2 separate regions of the Mus musculus genome follow, and region 1 is linked to region 2. The links are chromatin contacts, called in public Micro-C maps. All regions are on one chromosome and are shown on one strand. The core of a region is the stretch at or near the end of the contact, and the rest is flanking DNA. Distances in the headings are between cores, read along the strand shown. Region 1 overlaps Nvl (nuclear VCP-like). Region 2 overlaps Ephx1 (epoxide hydrolase 1, microsomal).

Region 1 (6,628 bases), core at 442-2,941, 130 kb before region 2:
TTAACCTTTGGTCTTTCTTTTCTGGATATGTGCACAGGAACTTGACTTGCCGATTCTGAAAGTGGCTGCTCCAGAGATTGTGTCCGGAGTTTCTGGAGAGTCTGAGCAGAAGCTCCGTGAGTTATTTGACCAGGCTGTGGTGAGTCAGCTGTGCTTACGTGAGCTTATCGCCTGCTGCACCCTTTCAGTAGAGTCTGCCTTTCTGTGCTAGAATTCTTTCCCACCTGCTGACCTTCCTTTTGTACGAACGTTCAGTGGTCAAAATTTAAAGTGAATTTAATGGTATAGACTCTTGGCTATGTCATGTTTCATATGAAACCAAGTATATAGGTGACAAGCTTATACTGACAAGCTTTGGGCTGCCATACCCAGAGTTAAAGTTCAGAACATACTGTCCTGAAGTCACTTCATTTACTTTGTCTTTCCAGCTTATGTCTGACTGAACAACTTGCAAACACCATAAGAATTATCATAATTATAATACTTAGGGTTATGCAATCACCGTAAGACTCAGGATCAATGCTGTTTATATGATTAGAGGGGTGAAAAGAAGATTCTCATAACAGAGATTATACAGTTTAGAAGTGGATATTGGGATCCAGTTAAAGTCCATCTTGAGCATATACTACAGTGGTTAAATGTCTGCCTTCTCACTGGGAACGAACGCTAAGGACCAGTTCAGTGCTCTCACACAATGCGATGGGAATGGTAAAATACCCAGTTTTCACAATCAGAAGATTCACTCATTTTTCCAGGTTGTGTGTTGTTGCCATGTTATCTAGCCTGCCTTAAATACATTCCTGACAACCAACCTTTCAACCTCAGCCCCCCAAGTGCTGTGATTATCGATGTACACCACCATGCCCAACTGAAAGAATTAAAACCTTTAACATTGTAGCAAGAGTCCTGTAGTCATGACATTTGCACTTGAGCAGACATGAGTCACCGCTGTGACTAAAACTAAAAACTGGCAGGGTTTACATCACTCAGTCTGGACTCAAGCTTCCTGTGTGGCTGAGGATGACTTTGAACTGCGGACCCTCCTATTTCTATCCAAGTGCTGGAATTACAGTTGTGTGCCACCACACTGGGTTTAATGTTAGGTCTTTATTTGCATCTAAAGCACACAATTGCTCATAAACATAACCATTGTAACTACCTGAAGCTGATGTGAAATTAGGAGAGAAATGTATTTGCAGCAATATTACTAAGTAACTAGGTACTTATAATAAGTATAAATTATAAGAGTGGTTGATTAATTTTTGAAAGAAAGTTGCGCTGTTTAGCCCTTGTAGTCTAGAACAGACTATGTGGATCAGGCTGGCCTGAAACTTACGAGTCCGCCTCTGCCTTGCTGTGCTGTGCCACTGTGCCCAGCAAGAAGAATAGTTTTAAGATGGGGAGAAGTAGAGGTTAGCTGACAGGTTCGTTATATAGACTGACAGTGAGAGGCACGAACGGTACCAGGATGGTTGAGAGAACGGATATAAGTGGTGCAGATAGTTACCATGTCTTAGTTTACTCTTCTGTTGCTCTGAGAAGCCTCCATGACCAAGGCAACTTACAGAAAGTTTATTTGGGGCTTGAACCTTCAGAGCTGATGCCCATCATGCAGCGGGCAGGCAGGCTCTGGAGCAGGAGCTGAGAGCATGCATCTAATCTACAAGCATGAGGTAGAGAAAACCAACTGAGAACCTCTCAGGCTCTTCACACTTCCTCTAATAAGGCCACACTTCCTAATCCTCTAACACTTCCACCAACTGGGGCCAAGCATTCAGATATACGAGCCTGGGTGCGTGTGTGGGGGCTTGGGCATGGGGAGCTTTGTCACTCGGACAGCGGCGAGGAGGGGTAGAGGGATCCCGACTGAAAAAGAGCTGTAACACTTGGAAACTTTTGTATATATGGTAAACACAATGGCAAACATGAATGCAAAGTTAAGTGGCATATTTAGGACATGAGTTCGTGTCACAGCTCCCTGTAAAGCAGGACTGAGCAAATACAGTGCCTGATGCAGATGTGGAGTGAGCATGTGGTTTTACACCTTCATTTCTGACACTCACCCCCTAATCCAAGTGGATGGTGGAACCTTGTCAGGCTGGGTAGTGTTTTCTAAAGTTCCCCTTCCCTTAGGCTAAGTTCTCATGATCATCACTTACTCTTTTTCACTGAGTTTTCCAGGTTACTGACAAAAAATAATGGGTTTATTTTCTGAGACCTTTGCTCTGAACTTTGTTACTTACTGACCTAGCAATCATGAGTGCTTTTTGCAAGCATTGTCATGAGGAAAATAGGTGAAGAGAGCCATTAGTGATGGGCCAAGTATATGTTCCTTGCTGTCATTTCAAAGTGACAGTGTGACTTTTAGCACAATAAATGTCACTGTTTCGACTGTGGAGTAACTAAAAAAGATTGAGATTGTAAGCCTAGGTTTTTGTTTTTCACTTAATCCTTTTTGCGCGTGTGTGTGTGTGTGTGTGTGTGCGTGTGTGTGCGTGTGTGTGTGTGTGCGTGCGTGCACATGTCTCTTTGTTGCTGTTTGTTAGAGAAATGTTGCTTAGGAAATCCTTGAAGTCTTGTCTTGATCTTTCCAAGTGCCAGAATTCTTAGCATGTGCTACTATGCTTAGTTGAGAACTATTAAATTTACTGCTTATATTCTGTAACATACAAATATGCCTAGTTACAGAACAATTTCAGAAGATTATGTCATAAACCACAATCCTTCTATTTAAGCATCTGGTTCTCTGATAACAATCAGAAGCATTCTTGTGAATGCCTTGTTCATGGTTAGTCTTTTGGGGACTAAACCTTCTAGGGTTTTTTTTTTGTTTTTTTTGTTTTGTTTTGTTTTTTTGTTTTTTCGAGACAGGGTTTCTCTGTGTAGCCCTGGCTGTCCTGGAACTCACTTTGTAGACCAGACTGGCCTCGAACTCAGAAATCTGCCTGCCTCTGCCTCCCAAGTGCTGGGATTAAAGGCGTGCGCCACCACGCCCAGCAACCTTCTAGTTTTAAAAATCAAAAGAATAAATAAATGTTATTTGCCAATATAGGGAATTTATTTATATATATTGTTGTTATTTTTATTTCTAGTCAAATGCACCATGTATTGTTTTCATTGATGAAATTGATGCAATTACCCCCAAAAGAGAAGTTGCTTCAAAAGATATGGAACGAAGAATTGTAGCCCAGCTTCTAACCTGCATGGATGGTAAATAGTGAATTCGTTTTAAGATAATATATTTCTTAAAATAATGCAAGTCATGCATGTATATCTGATCACTTACAGAGTGAATCTCATGAAACTGGACCTTTTTCTGTAAAACATTTTCCATTCAATTCAAATTGTATTATACCGTGGTGGGGGGTGGGTCTGTGGGTGTACCCGTGTGTGAGTATACTTGTTTATGTGGGGAGGGAGGTCAGAGGTCAATCTCAGGTAACATTCTTTAGGAGCCACCCTTAATTGAATTGGCTTGGTGCTTACTTACTGAATAGGCTAGATTAGCTGACCAGTGAGCCTCAGGGGTCTGCCTCTCTCCACTTCCCCAGCATTGGGGTAACAAGTTTGCTACGCTGAATGCATTTTTTTTTTTTTAATGTGGGTTCTGGGGATTGAACTCAGGACCTCACACATATATATCAAACACTTTTCTGCCTGAGCTGTGTCCCAACTCTATAGTAATTAAATATGTGTATACTCATATATTGGTTTGCTTTTGCTGTGTATGTTTTTCAGGGTTGCATAGTACCTACTGTTGGCCTTTAAGGATACATTTGTGTAAGAGATGTTGAAATTTTAATGCATCCATATTTGCCTTTTAAGAAAATATTTTTACTCGCAACCTGATGTGATTGATGCCTTTAATCCCAGCACTCAGGAGGCAGGAGTAGGCAGATCTCTATGAGTTCAAGTCTAGCCTCATCTACATAGTGAGCTCCAGGCCAGCCAGAGCTACAAAAAAGTGAATTCCTGCCTCTATCTCCCTTCCACAAAAAAATTATTTTAAGTATGTATGTGTGGGGTGCGGGGGTGGGGTATGTGAATGCAGGACCTGCGGAGGCCTTTAAGAGCCCTCATGGTTACAGGTCATTTTGAGCCTTTAGGCCTGGGAATTTAAAACCAAAGAAGGGTCCTCTGTACTAATTATATGAGCTCCTAACTTCTGGGTTTACCTCTTTTTCACTGCTAATAATATTCTTTAAATTTACTATGCAGATTTAACATTGAGCATTTCCATTATATGGAAACATTTCTACCAGTGTTTTCCCTATAGAGTTTGAAGTTAACCTGAGCTATATAGTGAGTTATAGGCCAGTCAAAATAATGCTGCAAAAACAAAAACAAAAACCAGAAATAGCACATGTTGTATTGTCATATTCCTGTAATGTATTATCCAAACACATAGGCTGGACCAGGATAAGTGACATGAATTGTAGCTAGACTGAGTTACATAGTGAATTTTAGGCCTAGCCTGGTCTACAGAGTGAGAACCTGTCTCAAGACAAAATGAAAAGAGGAAAGTTAATTTAAAATATTACATAACACTCTCTCTTCCTCTCTCTCTCTCCACCCATATCTACACACACACACACACACACACACACACACACACACACATGCATGTATGTAAGGCAAGTTTCTTATGGCTCCCAATTGTAAGTTACTTGAACTTAATCTTTTGTGTCAGGGATTGAACCACAGTCCTGGTGTGTGCTCTGCAAGCTCTCTATCATTGTACTACACCCCCACCGTCAGTACCACACACAGTGCCCTATGCTATTTCATTTTTCATTTTCTGTTTTTTTTCCCTGTCATGTTTGGGGCCTATATTCTTTCTTTTTCTTATTAGATATTTTCTTTATTAAGTGGTAACCACATTTTTTTTTTAGATTTATTTATTTTATGTATGTGAGTACACTGTTGATGTCTTCAGAAACACCAGAGAGTGATATGTTTATAAAAAGATAGAGAGAGGGGGGAATATGTTCTATGGAGGTGTGGTGAGATGTGGGGAAGGGGGTGTCTCAACAGGCCCATGCTGAGGCACTCCTTCCCCCTGAGGGACCAGCCGCACATTGGTATAATATAGAGTAGAGTGCATGGGGAGGGGAGTTAAGAGGGTAGCAGAGGCAGAGAAAGGCACAGAGAGAGAGAGAGAGAGAGAGAGAGAAAGAGAAGAGAAGAGAAGAGAAGAGTAGAGGAGAGGAGTAGAGGCCGGCCATGAGCAAGGCAGGGGTGGGATGGGGAAAGGAGGAGGAAGGAAAGAGCAAGAGACCGAGAGGGAGGCCTGTCTTCTAGAAGAGCTTTTCCTAGAGTCTGCCTAATCAGATACTATAGCCATGATTTACACTGTATTTAGCATTTGAATGCCATGTTATTCCTATGAGGCAGTGTAACCTGGACTCTCTCCTATTTAATTCTAGTTCAGCTTTCAGAACATTTACAGAAGATAAAACTGACAGAGTATCTATGAAAGACAAAATTTAAATCCTGCATTCTGCTAATTTCTAAAAATTTCTTTCTTTCTTTTTTTTTTCAAGACAGGGTTTCTCTGTGTAGCCCCGGCTGTCCTGGAACTCACTTTGTAGGCCAGGCTGGCCTCGAACTCAGAAATCCGCCTGCCTCTGCCTCCCAAGTGCTGGGATTAAAGGCATGTGCCACCACTGCCCAGCTAAAAATTTATTTCTTAAGTAAGCCAGGGTGGCTTGACTGGTCCTTTTTGTTTTGTTTTGTTTTGTTTTTTTGTTTGTTTTGTTTTTTTGTTTGTTTTTTCGAGACAGGGTTTCTCTGTATAGCCCTGGCTGTCCTGGAACTCACCCTGTAGACCAGGCTGGCCTCAGAAATCCGCCTGCCTCTGCCTCCCGAGTGCTGGGATTAAAGGCGTGCGCCACCACGCCCTGCTTTTTTTTTTTAATCATTGTTTTGAAACAAGAAGAGGCCATTGGCTCCCATTACAGGTGGTTGTAAGCCACCATGTGGGTGCTGGGAATTGAACTCAGGACCTCTGTAAGAACAGTCAGGACTGTTAACTGCTGAGCCATCTCTGTAGTACTTGGGCTATTCTTTACCCCCTTTCCTGGTTTCGCCATCCTGTGGGACAGCATTGCTGTCTTCCCCAGGCCCCACTGTTGGGCTGTTCCCGTTGTCTGGGCGTGCCTTGCACGTGACCCCTGTGTGCTGTCACTCATGCTGCTGCTCTCTGTAGAACTTCTGCCTCCGCTTATGGAAACCATACTAGCTAGCCCTTTAGGCTTTCCTGAGTATTTTCTTCCGTGAAGCTGCCATTCTCCAGTCTCTTGCTCTGTTACAATACTTAGTTTATCGTAATTGTTATTAAACTTCTTGAAATGTGCCATGTTTCCTTACTTAACTGCTTTGTATCCTCAGGAGATTGTGAATTGCTGCTAAGAAAGGCAGGCTTTATCTTCACATTTGTTGCATAAACAATAAATGTTTACAAATATTTGTGTATCAGACTACATAAATTCTCTCCAACTTTTAAATCATTTGTGTAAGCATTGTTGTCCTCAAATATCAGATGTCTTGTTCTCTGTTTTCTACATCTGGTTCTTAGATCTGAATAACGTGGCAGCTACAGCTCGGGTCCTAGTTATTGGAGCTACTA
Region 2 (6,073 bases), core at 3,023-5,522:
AGGCTCATTGCACTGTGATCTGGGTCTTCTTTAGGGCACCAAAGTTCCGTCTGTCTGGTCCCCTTTGAGCTACTGTCTCCTTAGTCTGGAGAAAGAGAGGTCTGTTGAATTTCATGACTCCCCGTTCAGTGCTCATTGCACTGGTACGTTGTCATGTGATTTTGGAGTTCAGTGAAGCAGGCTCTGGAGGCAAGGATGCTAACACCCCACTTCAAGTCCCTATTTGAGACGCAAGCATGTTTATCTGCAAGTGTTCTTCAGGACACACAGTCCTGGGTCAGGCTGGCCCTGACTCTGCAATGGGGAGAGGGAAAAACAGCAAGCAGCTCAGAGTATTTAAAATGTTGCATCCCTGGGCTAGAGAGATGGCTCAGCAATTAAGAGCACTGACTGGCCAGGCAGTGGTGGCGCATGCCTTTAATCCCAGCACTTTGCAGGCAGAGGCAGGCAGATTTCTGAGTTCAAGGCCAGCCTGGTCTACAGAGTGAGTTCCAGCAGGACAGCCAGGGCTACACAGAGAAACTTTGTCTCCAAAAAAAAAAAAAAAAAAAAAGCACTGACTGCTCTTCCAGAAGTCATGAGTTCAATCCCCAACAACTACACTGTGGCTCACAGCCATCTATGATGGGATCTGATACCCTCTTCTAGTGTGTCTGAAAACAGTGACTCTGGTGTGTTTGAAGACAGTGATGGTGTACTTAGATACATAAAATGAATAAATAAATCTTTAAAAAAAGAAGAAAAAACCTTGCATCCCAAAGACAGCTGAGAAGACAAACTTATTTCCAGCAGACGCTGCTATTGTTTAGCCCAACAGTGGAGTCTCATCCACGGGGAGAAACTCCTCCGCCAGTCTCCCCCTCTCCCCGTTGCTTGCTTTCTCAGGGAGGTGCCTTACTCACCTCTGCAGGCGAATGTACACTTATGGTTTGGTGAGGTTTTGCTATTTTATCTGCTGCTGCTGCTGTACTCAATAAACTCATTCGAAGCCCAAAGTACAGCAACCATAGACCTTTCGGCCAACCGTTTAGAACAGTCTCTCTGCTCCCTTCTCACTCAGGTTTAAATTCGGTGGCCACTGCGAGGATCTTCTACAAGCTGATGTCACGGCTGGGCTTCCAGAAGTTCTACATTCAAGGCGGCGACTGGGGGTCTCTCATCTGCACCAACATAGCCCAGATGGTGCCCAAGTGAGTTTGCATGGCGCAGCCTCACCAGGCTCTGTGGGTGGGTGGAATCCACACAGGACGCGGGACTGTTCACCCCAAGCCCTCTTCAGCAGTCTCTGAGACTTGGGACTTCCTTGGCCAGGTCTCCCAGGCCCAGAGGCTTGCGGACCTGAGACAGAGGAAACAGATCTTCCCCCATTGGGTGGAAAAGGCCGTGTTGACCCTTGGGATAGCTGTGGCAGCTGTCTAAGCAGAGGAAAGAGACTCTAATAAATCATGTGGGACAAGGTCTAGAGCAGCCCTGGCAAGAACACTCTAGAACACTTTCTTCTTCCCCAGCCACAGGTTCAACCCAGTGGATGCCCCAGAGGGAAGGGGCTAAAGGGGGCCGGCTTGTGTTCTTCTGTCCTGCTGCCTCTCCTCTCCTCTCCTCTCCTCTCCTCTCCTCTCCTCTCCTCTCCTCTCCTCTCCTCTCCTCTCCTCTCCTCTCCCTCCTTCTCCCTCTCCTCTCCTGTCCTTCCCAGCAGCTGAGCTCACCTGTGCCTGTTCCTCTGCCTACAGCCACGTGAAAGGTTTGCACTTGAATATGTCTTTCATTTCAAGAAACATTTATTCCCTGACCCCTCTCCTGGGCCAACGTTTTGGGAGATTTCTTGGCTACACAGAGAAGGATCTGGAGCTCTTGTACCCATTCAAGGAAAAGGTTTTCTACAACATCATGAGGGAGAGTGGCTACTTACACATCCAGGCCACCAAGCCGGACACTGTGGGTAAGCACACCGGGGCAGTGGAGCCCAGAGGGAATCTCACTGCCCCTGAGCGCACAGCTTACAGCAAGAAACCCCTGACAAGGAAGCAGAAATCTCTGTTTTCTCTACTGAGAACTGAACCAAGGCATCACACTGTGTGACAAGTGATCTGTCATTTACCACAGCTAGAGTTCCACATATGAGAGACAGAGGCTATGGGAACCCCACAAGTTTTAGGCTAGCCTAGTCTACACAGCGAGTTTCAAGCCATCCTGGGCTACATAGCAAGACACTTTACTAGAGAGGGGTGGTTGTAAAGAAAAAAGAAAAGAAACTAAAAATTGTAGTTTATAAAGAAAATTATAAATGCTCAAACAATAGTTTGTTCAAAGGTATGGAGAATACAAATCATTTTGTAGTTTATACAAGGCTCATTACCACCCAGAGTAACCAAGCCTGATGATACACGGAGGCCTGGTGCCTCAGCAAGGTCTGTAACCCAGCTGCTCTGGAGGCTGCAGCAAGAGGATCAAGAAAGTCAAGGCCTGCCCATGTGCCTTAGACCCTATTTCAGAATAGACAAACGTGTTGGGAGGCAGCTGAGTGGAAGAATCCTTACTTCAAACCTGTTAAGTCCCTAGGTCCAACCCCCAGTCCAGAAGGAAAAATAGCACTGAAAAAAATGTGTTTCTTCTTGATAGGCCAGAATCATTTGAACTCTCCTGGTTTTCTATCTTTGACAGAGCTGTGAAGAAGCTAAAAGGCAGAGCTAGGTGGGACCACCCTAGTACAGTGGTTCTCAGCCTTCCTAATGCTTCAATCCTTTCAAACAGTTCCTCATGTTGTGACTCCCAACCGTAAAGTTATTTCTCTTGTTATTTCATAGCTATAATTTTGTTACTGCTATGAATCGTCATGTAAATATCTGATATGCAGGATATCAGATATGCAACCCCTGTGAAAGGGTCATGGGACCCTAAAGGGATCACAACCCACAGTTTGACAATTGATGCCCTAGAAGATGCAAGGACTGTCAGGTGTCCTCTGGATGTCCCCTGAGTCCACTCAGAGGACACCTGGGAGTCAGTTTGCCCACTGTGGAGCCTCCCACAACGCCCATGGTAGCTCCACGCCCACAGCAAGGACACCTCCTGATCACAATAGCACTTTATAAAGTCAGGCTGTCTTTCCCGTTGCGATGCAGATGTTCGTGCTATGACTGGGAATGTAAAAAATCCAAAATACAGCAGAAAGAAGTCAGTCTCTGGCTCTCCTTCCAGCCACACTCCCCAGAAGAGCTCACCAGCATTGTCCCTTATGCATGTTGTAAACGCAGGTCCACATGTCCCAGACTCAGTCAATGGCCTCTTTGGTCAGTCCCCCTTGCTCCCCTAACTAGGGGTCCTAGAGCACTGTTGCCTCTACTTATCCTCAGGGACTGAAGTCACACAGCGAGGACTCCGTGTTCTTGCTCCTTTGGCTCACCGTGACCCTTGTGAGTGTCTGTACTGCTATCTCTGCCATGATGTTTAAAGCTGGTCATGGTACCTAGGGCCTCAGGAATGCTATGCATATACTGCCCCCTGCTGGTTCAATGACTGGAATTGTATTTTAACTAGTGGGTATATTAAGATTTATTTGTAATTAACTATCAATTTTATACCAAGATACAGCCCATATCTTCTGTGAATCTCATGAGATTGTAGAGAATATTGATCTCCTCTTGCTATATGAGGCTACTCAGGCCAGGGTGCACAGCTAGACCTGCCACCCCTCTGTGGCACCCACATACCTCTCTCCTGGAGTCACATACTCTCTGGGGCCAGGCTTGAACCCCTCCCTTGCTCCTCCCATCCAGGCTGTGCTCTGAATGACTCTCCTGTGGGCCTGGCTGCCTACATCTTAGAGAAGTTCTCCACCTGGACCAAGTCAGAATACCGTGAACTGGAGGATGGAGGCCTGGAGAGGTGAGGCCCCACCTTTTCTGTCAGAACTCATCCCCAGGCTCTGCCTCTCTCGGCCTGACATTCTACCCCTGTCTCCAGACACCCCATAGGGAAGCCAGCAAGCTTCTTCTCTGTTTGGCTTGTGCACCTCCTACTCTATGCCCTCATTAGGAATGGGGAGGTAGACACAAGAAAGGGCCTGTGACTTGTGAAGCACCATAGTTGGGGGTCAGACAAAATATGCGTGCCAGGAAGTCCCCACAGCAGCAAATACCCTTGTGGAAGAATAGCTGAAGCCTGTCACTTGGGCCCTATACATCCATGAGCTCTGTGGAGAGCGATGGGAGGGGACAGAGCTGTGAGATTGCATGGGTGTGAGGGTAACTGCTGTGTCCTCTGACACAGTGCTCTGTCACAGGAGCTTGGCCTGATGCCAAGCTCCTTTTTGGCACTGTCACACTGAGGGGCAGAGACTGCAAGACATCCCAGTGGGGTGTCCACTCGGAGCCTGGGTCCACAAAGGTAGCGCTTGGATAAAATATGGTACTGAAGAGAGAGTTCCATGTGGTCTGCTTGATCCTTGGTAGATATCACAGAACATGTGAGTAGCAGCATCTAAGGATGCTAGGAAGTCTTATTGACTACAGAGAAGAGACAGGAAAGGACAGAGGGACAGACAGACTAAGAGGACAGAGCCCTATAAGTGCCTCACTCCTACAGACCCAAGCAATATACACAGTTACAGGGTGCAGGACTGAGAGAGAATAGGAGTGGAAGTTGGGTTGGGGAAGGCAGCTGGTAGAAAGGGGTAACATGAGACCAGATAGTGCAGTTACCACAGGGAAGAGGCGCTAACATGGCCAAGAAGGCAGATGGAGGTAACTTACCTGCAGATCACAATTCCTGTGGGGCAGAAAAACCTTGAAACTCTAGCCCCAGACACAGTGGACACTGGTGTCTTCTAGACTAAGATGTTCTCATGGCAAGGAAGCTTGGGCTGTGGTAGACTCATGGCCATCAGAACACATGCAATGTTGAAACTTTTGGAGGAGTCAGCAGCCGGGATTGATTGGGTCACCAGGGTTAAGAGGCCACGTGGAGCTACAGCTAGTCACAGTTAAGACTCAGAAGACTGTAGGCCTGAAACACTGATGTCAGCGAGTGTCATGGAGGGGATGAGAGCCCTCTGCAGTGGGCAATCTAAAGCTAAACACAGAGGCTCTTCTACAGCACAGACAGCTACCAGGGAAGGCTGGAGTTGTTCCCTGTGGAAGGCCACACCCCTGAGTGGCAGGTTTAAGTCATTAGTCCTGCCCTGGGCTCCCAGCATGTGAGAGGTAGGCATTGTCTGTTGTGGTGACCCTGAAGAGGGCAGCCCTTTATTCTTGACAGCCATAGCTTTCACTGAGCCTGGGCATCCTGTGTGTTTTCCCAGGAAGTTCTCCCTGGAAGATCTGCTGACTAACATCATGATCTACTGGACGACAGGAACCATTGTCTCCTCCCAGCGCTTCTACAAGGAAAACTTGGGCCAGGGTGTCATGGTCCATAGACATGAGGGGTAAGCCTGGCTGAGCAGGAGGCAGGGCTGGGGCTAGGGGATGGTTACCATCTGTCCTTTAACTCAGAGAAGGCTTGATGGACAGGTGAGAAAGATACCAGACATCCTGAGTATCCACTTCTTCATAATTGTCAGGTACTTTGGGATTCACAGGCCTATGTAGAGACCCTCAGGTGAGAGCAAAGAGATGGTCCAGTAAGGTGGGCATCAGAGGTTGCCCATTTCCTGCTTGGGTGACCCTCCCTGGCAGACAAGGTCCCTAATGAATGAAAATGGCGGTCTATAATGAGAGGGTAGTGGAAGCCCTTGCCATTATGGCTCCATCTGACCTAGCCAAGTCCTCCCCAGGCCCTGGGAGTCCTCTCTGGGAACAGGAGAACACAGCCCCTCACCTCATCTCTCTTCCCCACAGGATGAAGGTCTTTGTGCCCACTGGCTATTCAGCCTTCCCTTCTGAGATCCTGCATGCCCCAGAAAAGTGGGTGAAGGTCAAGTACCCCAAACTCATCTCCTATTCCTACATGGAACGTGGGGGCCACTTTGCTGCCTTCGAAGAGCCCAAGCTTCTGGCCCAGGACATCCGCAAGTTCGTGTCCCTGGCTGAGCTGCAGTGATGACGCTACACACCAACCATGGCTTTAGCAGCAG

Evidence for each region. A called contact is a pair of places that touch in the nucleus more often than the background predicts.
Region 1: a contact with region 2 is called in a Micro-C map of the HL-1 cell line, with 2.2 times the contacts expected there. The contact joins two enhancer-like sites. A contact is called at or near these places in 3 of 15 datasets of contacts at CTCF or cohesin (the NIH/3T3 cell line, large pre-B cells and pro-B cells), 13 of 484 Hi-C or Micro-C datasets (the C2C12 cell line, the HL-1 cell line, bone marrow-derived macrophages and 10 more), 4 of 115 datasets of contacts at active chromatin or transcription factors (embryonic stem cells, pancreatic cancer cells and stem cell-derived neural progenitor cells) and 3 of 9 other capture datasets (adipose tissue, liver and pancreatic islet).

Annotation. Positions count from the first base shown.
Region 1 is chr1:181,120,449-181,127,076 of GRCm38.p6, reverse strand. Nvl (nuclear VCP-like) reads left to right here. Exons shown (of 23, transcript NM_026171.2): 10 at 38-139; 11 at 3,093-3,210; 12 at 6,578-6,628. Among named protein-coding and RNA genes, the nearest start is that of Nvl, 20 kb to the left of the region's middle. Within about 2 kb of position 1,691, at least 20 of the 459 cell types and tissues checked have an H3K27ac peak or open chromatin away from gene starts, as enhancers often do. A contact at or near this core is called in the HL-1 cell line, where this site is marked.
Region 2 is chr1:180,989,745-180,995,817 of GRCm38.p6, reverse strand. It overlaps Ephx1 (epoxide hydrolase 1, microsomal), which reads left to right. Exons shown (of 9, transcript NM_010145.3): 5 at 1,061-1,190; 6 at 1,731-1,939; 7 at 3,777-3,885; 8 at 5,300-5,425; 9 at 5,838-6,073. The coding sequence ends at 6,039. Among named protein-coding and RNA genes, the nearest start is that of Ephx1, 25 kb to the left of the region's middle. Within about 2 kb of position 4,272, at least 6 of the 459 cell types and tissues checked have an H3K27ac peak or open chromatin away from gene starts, as enhancers often do. A contact at or near this core is called in the HL-1 cell line, where this site is marked.